Regions from separate parts of the Rattus norvegicus genome. Here region 2 is linked to region 1. The links are chromatin contacts, called in public Hi-C maps. All regions are on one chromosome and are shown on one strand. Each heading gives the region's core, a stretch centred on a gene start, on an enhancer-like site or on the middle of the called end of the contact. The rest is flanking DNA. Distances are from core to core; before and after follow the strand shown.

The links. Hi-C and Micro-C count contacts between places; a contact is called where the count stands out from the background.
Region 2: a contact with region 1 is called in a Hi-C map of frontal cortex, with 2.8 times the contacts expected there. The contact joins the promoter of Mtus2 here to the enhancer-like site in region 1. A contact is called at or near these places in 2 of 12 Hi-C or Micro-C datasets (frontal cortex and prefrontal cortex).

The regions. Positions count from the first base shown.
Region 1 is chr12:11,917,973-11,921,092 of GRCr8, forward strand. The region is part of intron 4 of Mtus2 (microtubule associated scaffold protein 2); the gene reads right to left. It overlaps LOC134481259 (a long non-coding RNA gene), which reads right to left. Exons shown (of 2, transcript XR_010056697.1): 1 at 1-3,120. Among named protein-coding and RNA genes, the nearest start is that of Mtus2, 190 kb to the right of the region's middle. Within about 2 kb of position 1,684, at least 10 of the 93 cell types and tissues checked have an H3K27ac peak or open chromatin away from gene starts, as enhancers often do.
Region 2 is chr12:12,112,826-12,116,296 of GRCr8, forward strand. It overlaps Mtus2 (microtubule associated scaffold protein 2), which reads right to left and starts at 1,678. Exons shown (of 15, transcript NM_001374100.2): 1 at 1,005-1,678.

The sequences.
Region 1 (3,120 bases), core at 434-2,933:
AATTACCATAAATGTAAATGAATCAAATTCTCCAGTCACAACAGAGACATAGAGAACAGCAAAGGAAGAATCAACATCAGGGGCCACACTCATGCCCTCTACAAAAGCGATAGTTACTTCAGATCCAAACACAGGCTGAAAGTGAAAAAAAACAGGAAAAGACGTTCTATGCAAATTATATGCAAATTCTATTCAAATAGCAGGGTGGGGGAGGAAAGGTCACTTTATTGACACCCAATATGATCATTGTGATCACAGAGCCATAGGCTGTGATTTTGAGCTTGGGGCTAAGGAAGAAGTGGAGAGGGAGAGGGTGGGGGAGAGGGATGAACTGGGATGAAGGTCTGCAGGACTTGGAGGTGGGTGAGGGGACTGAGGAGTGGATGTGATCACTGTGCACTGTACACAGTATGATGCCATCAAAAGTATAAAAGGAGTGTTGAAGGCAGCCTGGGTCTCTATACACCAAAACCCCAAGTCAAGGAACTTAAACACCCAGAGCGCGCGTCGAGGTGGAAAATGATGCTCCTAGAATCCATGCAGTTAGCACACACAAACCCCAGCTCTAAGGAAGAGCTTCCTTCCTACAAGTTACTGGCTAAGGGAACCTGAGTCCCCAAACCATCACAGGGTGCTACCACTGCTGTTGGTCATTTGCCACAATTGGATAATAAGGCTCTAGAGCAGAAGACAGCCGCGCATGTTTTAATTGTAAGACACCAGAGAAATCAGGCCGGAAGCTTCCTCCACGCTGGCTTGAGCTCATGGTACTACAAGGCGCTGCGCAAGCTTCCTGGGTGTGTGTCTGGTGGTCTGGTGGGGCTGATTGGAGGGGAGGAGGGCAGGCTATCACTGGTGTGGGTCAGCACAGAAGGTCACATGGGGCAGGTGAGATGTGGGCACTGCTGGACGGGTGGCCACCGCAGATCTGGGGACCAGCACTCCGGGCCTCAGGGAGCAGTAAGCCTGGAATAGTAGCAAAGAGTGAACAAGGGACCAAAGATGAGACTGGGAAGCATGGCTTCTGGACGAACCTCAGTGCGAGGGTCGGGTGAATAAAGGCAGGCCTGACTCCAGTCAAGAAGCAGAAGTGGAGCGAAGGTCTTTTGATTTGCTTCAAACACACTCAGCTTTGGACGATCTTGACAGCAACCTATTACTGAAAAGGAAAACCGCAGCTCCGTCCCGGAAAGGAGGTGTCAGCTGTCTGTCAATCACAGTCACTCAAAGACATTTGGAAAGCTAGGAGTTCCTCACAATCCAGTCCCAATCCTCCAATAAGGGCACTGAGAAAACAGCCAAATCCTTGTCACTTCCGGACTCACTCCATCCGGGGTCTTCAGCGTTACCGGACAACCCAATCCTAACCTGGTTCTTCAATTTGCACCAAGCAAAGCTCAGGGCCCACGCTCTTCAAAACCACTCTCAGCACCATTTCCCCCACCACGGCAGCAGAAGCATAAAAATCAAACAGGCTTTCGCTGTTCTGACCTTAGGGAGACACAGCTCTGCTCCTCTCCCACGGACCACCACACCCGGCTCCTTCTGAGAGGCAGTGCTCTGTTCCACCAAGCCAGCAAAGAACAGCGCTTCACAGTAAAGTCTCACCCAGCTAGCTTCCAGGAGCCCGATATCGCCCCCATCATCAGCTGACATCCTCTCATTGCGACCACATTCCACCCCCTAATACAATAACCCATGACGCTGTGCAGAAGACAGGGTAGGTTTACTGAGAGATGATTCCAAGGGGGAAGATGGCTCTCCAGGTTCTCCCCAGGGGAACCCGCCATGTGGAGGCCCAGTTGGCTATTTCGTAACTCTAGCTGTAAAAGAAAACTAGAGAATTATTCCCCTGAGACTCAAGTCCTGGCCCAGTGACAGAAACACGGGGTAACAGTTCTCCCAAATACCACAGCTAAATGACAGTTGGTCCTTTCTAAGTCTTAATGTCTCAGGATGGAGAGGAAAGGAAAAAAAAAAAAAAAAAAAGAAAGAAAAAGACCGACTGCCAGGGGAAAATGCCTCCCCAGCAATCCCTGGTTTGTGAGTAATCTCGGCACTAAATATTTATAAGCTATTGAAAGTGCACAGTGTCCTTCGCTCTGTGAAAACTGTGCTTGCCACATTTAGAAAAACCCAAGGAAATGTTCTGCCAGGCTCCGTGTTTAGGGCAGCTTTTGTTTTTTAAAGCCATTTCTTTGCTTTATCATCTGCGATCCTCTTTCAGACTAACATCACCTTTTGATATAGAATATAAGGTGTCAAAGATGAGGGTTTCCCCTCCCTTTTGTTTCTCATTTAATTAGTGAATATGTTTAATAATCGCTCAGTTTTTTTTTCTTTTTTTCAGAGCTGGGGACCGAACCCAGGGCCTTGCGCTTGCTAGGCAAGCGCTCTACCACTGAGCTAAATCTCCAACCCCATAATCGCTCAGTTTTAAGTACCTTGGTTTCACGTTGCTTCCCACCCCACCCGTGACCTCTAACTCCTCCTTTCTGGTTTGTTTTCTCATCGCACCATCTCTGAAATCCCATGGCACCTTTTCTCTGTCACTCACTCCGGAACCACTCCGACTGAAACATCCTATAAACAACAGACTTGATCTTGATCTCTCTGCCGGGCTAAAGCTGTTGGAAAGTATGGGTCAGATCCGTACCTGTTAGTTTTTGTCAACTCATTACCAGCGGGCATCACCTGGGAAGAGAGAACCTCAATGGAGGGACTGCCTTCGTCGGATTGGCTTCTAAGCAAATCCGTAGGGTGTTTTCTCGATTGATGATTGCTGTGAGAGGGCCCCGCCCACTGTGCATGCCCCCCTCCCCCTTGGGCAGGTGGTCCTGGGTTCTATCAGAAAGAAAACTAAGCAAGCCACAGGGAGCAAGCCAGCAAGCAGCATCCCTCCATGGCTCCTAGCTCTATTTGTGCCTTGGCTTCCCTCAACGATGGACTGTAAGCCCCACGACAAATGAGCCTTTCCTCCCTAAGTTGCTTTGGGTCATGGTGTTTACCATAGTGATAAAGATCGAATTAACACAAAGTTTTTCCAGATTTGTATTTACAGCACTGCAAAAGCTAGGGGGCGGACAGAATATGTCCAATAAACAACTGCTGAAGACAATT
Region 2 (3,471 bases), core at 428-2,927, 190 kb after region 1:
CAGGGTTTCCTCTGCGTAATGTACTGTACCCCACACTAAGACTCCCATGGGTACCCTTTGTGGAACTAAGGGTCCCTGGTACACACAGCTTTTCTTTGCAAGAAAAACAAGCAGGAAAATCACTTAAATGAAAAGAGACATGGGCTAAAATCTATTAGCTTCTCTCCAGTCCAACACAAGTTTCTCTCCCTATACACCACACGCATGGCTGTGGTACCTCGAACCCACAGAACCACACCTTACGCTGCACTGAGACTAAACGAAACCCGAAGCAATACCCACCAAACAGTCTTAGCCCTGACTACACATGTCAAGCACCAGAAAGCCAGACACATAACAAACGCCATCACCAGAAGCCAGTAGGGACAGAATGTGCATCTGATGCCTTCCACTTTCGTCTTTATACCTGAAAAATTACTGTACGTGTGAGCAGAGATCTTTATTAGCGATCAACTCACAATTAGCCGTGCCCACGTGACAGCAAAATAAACCTAACAGTTTAAAAGCCAAAAAGGCTATGTGACGGGGGACCTATTTCTTTAAATCACTTCCCACCTATTTCTTGTCAGAGACGTCCCACTGGTTTTCATAACAGACTTCATAAAAACCTGTTTTGTGTCTTAACGCTTGAGATTTTACCGTATGATTTTTTTTTTTTTTTTTTTTTTGGAAAGGACCTCGCGTCGCCTTTAAATGATATCGAAGCCATCGTATGCTTATCCTGAAGGAAAGTTTTGATCTAGGACAGAAATTATGGCTCTGACTTCCTGCGCTCTTACGTTCTCTGGTAACCGCTCCTAACTTTACCAGATACCAAATATTCCTGTGAAGCACTTACATAACAAAGAGTGCAGGCGCCTCTGGCACGCCGCCAAGCGTACTTCTCTGGGTGTTTGTATCTAAAATAGAACGGTAGTAACATCACTTGCAAGCCTGTAGTTCCTTTCCCTGCACAGACTCGGAATGAAGGGGGTTGAAAAAAAAATGGATGGAGCAAGCCTTACCATTCTAGAGCTCCAAGGAAATAACACATCGGTGCTAAATTAAGACGAAGGCACGGACCGAATTATCCCGAGCTGGGGGTGGAGAGGGGTGGGAGCTCGTTTAGGCTAACCCGCTGTCGCCTCTGAAACACCGTGCTCAACCTGGCATCCCCGGAAGGTGCGAGTGGGCTGCAGCCTCTCTCCGGCGGAGCAGAAGATGTGGGCAGCGGGGAGCGGGCGCTCTGATGCCAGAGAAGCCAGGGAAAGGCACCGCCTCCGCCCCGCTCTGCACCTGTCTCCAGCCAGATCGGGACGCGCGGACGACAGTCGCTCACCTGAGTCTGGAGGAGCCAAGAAGGATGTGCAGAGAGACCAGGGCAGCCTCCGGGAGCATCCCCGGCCGGGCTACCTCCGCTCGCAGCTCCTTCGCAGCTGGAGTTTGCAACGCGCCCACGCGTCCAGACTCCTGACCCACCCGGGTCTTCTGCAACTTGACAGAGCGCGGGCAGAGGTGGCGCAGGTGGCGAGCTTGGGGCACCAGGGTACCTGGGGCCGTGGCCGCAGCCAGCCCTCCGCCCGCGCACTTCACCGCTGGGCACCGCCCAGGCCACCCGGCTCCGATTACAGGGATGGCCCGGGCTGAGGACGCCTCGCCGGACAAAGACGCCGCTCCCGCCCACCCTCCAGTGAGGTGCCGTCCGCGGTGACAGAAGCCGGGTTGCAGCGGCCCAAGGCGCGCACCCCCTCCCGGCCGCCCGGAGATGCTCACGAGCCCCGGCGCCTCCTCTCGGCCGGAGCCCCGTGGGGGAACCGAGCGCCCTCTGCCGGCTGGACACGACCCTGCACTCACGGGACCACAGTGGCCCTGAGCATTCAGCCTCAGACCCCAGGGAAAGGGGAAACAGCCTGAGGTCGCCGACCTAGAGCCCGGACTCCCACGAGTGGGATGTGCTGTGGTCCAATCGGAAGAGAGAGCCTCTTTTAATTACGTGCGGCAAGAAGAGCTGGGGTCCGGCGGGAGAACTTGGAAGGGAGGTAGGGGGGCTGATGGACAAGAGACTAAAGTGGCTGTGAAAGGGTTTTGTGTGAGAGGCTGTGTGCGGGTTTGGCGGGGCTGCGGGGTGAGGTGGGGTGTCTTTTTGTTTGAGGCAGGATCTCACTTGGGACTCACAGATATCCTCCTGCTTCTGCCTCCAATTCTGGGGGCAATGCGTAGCCGGCTACCCACTTGAAAGACTCTTGGCTCAACGCGAGCTTGTCTGCTTCGAAATGCACACCATTCCTCGGAAGTAAACATGAACGCGGGACTTCTCAGTGGCTCTTCCAGGTCGCCTGAAAGCAGCGCACCTGGGAAGCCTGAAGACAGCTTGAGGGCTTCAGCAGCCTCTGGTTCCCAAGGCTTGGGACAGACTGGCAGAGAAATGACTACGAGGTGCTAGCAGAATGGGCTTGCTGATTCGCTTGCTCGCTTTCTCTTGGGGGTCGAGAGTGTGGGAAACTGCGCTCCCTCCCCCACCCCAGCACTGCTGTGCCGAGCAACATTTTATACCAACTGATTTTTATTTTAGTTATTTACTAACTGGTCTATATACTGAAGAGAGATCATGAAAGAGCGCTTTTCACACGGCTGTCTTTTTACATTATTCTATGTGGCTTCCCATTTCTTCTGGAAGAATCTAGGGCACATTTTATGGCTTTTCCTGTCACCTTCGGGTGTTAACAAGCGGTCTGACTGGCTGTTATTACAAAGTCCAGTCTAATCTAAATCAACCTTTAAGCGCATTTCATTTAAGCCTTCGTCCTTCCCTTCCCCTAACTCACAAACCCCCAGCCTGACTTAAACCTAGAAAGATAGAAAAGCCTCCTGCAAGCCCTTCACTTTCCTATTTGGGTGTTCTGTAAAGCTTGGTGTCTCCTAGGTGAAAGGAATGAGGTCTGGACGCTACAGCTCCTTCCTCGGGCCACTCTCACTCCTCCGGGGATGCATGCCCCGCCCACAGGCAAACCCGACCATTTTCCACTAAGTCAGCTCCTGGTGTTCACTAAACTCTCTACAAAAGCTCTGGCTAGCTTCTACCTTAGCCTCACACTCCAGACGACAGGCACCAGCTTCTTCAACACATTTCTTCTCAGGCTTGTCTTCCCAACACAAAGTGAGTAAGTCTTTTCTCCTTGCCCTGCTGGTACCCTGCTGATCTCAGTGCTGAGCCAACAGAATGCCCTCCTAGCAAGGACCGTGGAAAAGATCAGTATCTCTAGGCCATGGTAGCACAAGGCAAGGCACTGAGATCCAGGGAGCAGAAACAGCTAACAGCATAAAACTGACTCCTTGGGCTCTGCCAGGAAAATAAAGAGTATGCTAACATCTGGCTGGCTTTCTCTTCGTTAAACCTTTGATTGTGTCAGGGTCCCTGACCCATAGTGTGGTGGTATTCATACACTCAAGGCAAGTCCTTCATCTCAGAGAACCCTCTATGGAGATGTCCTC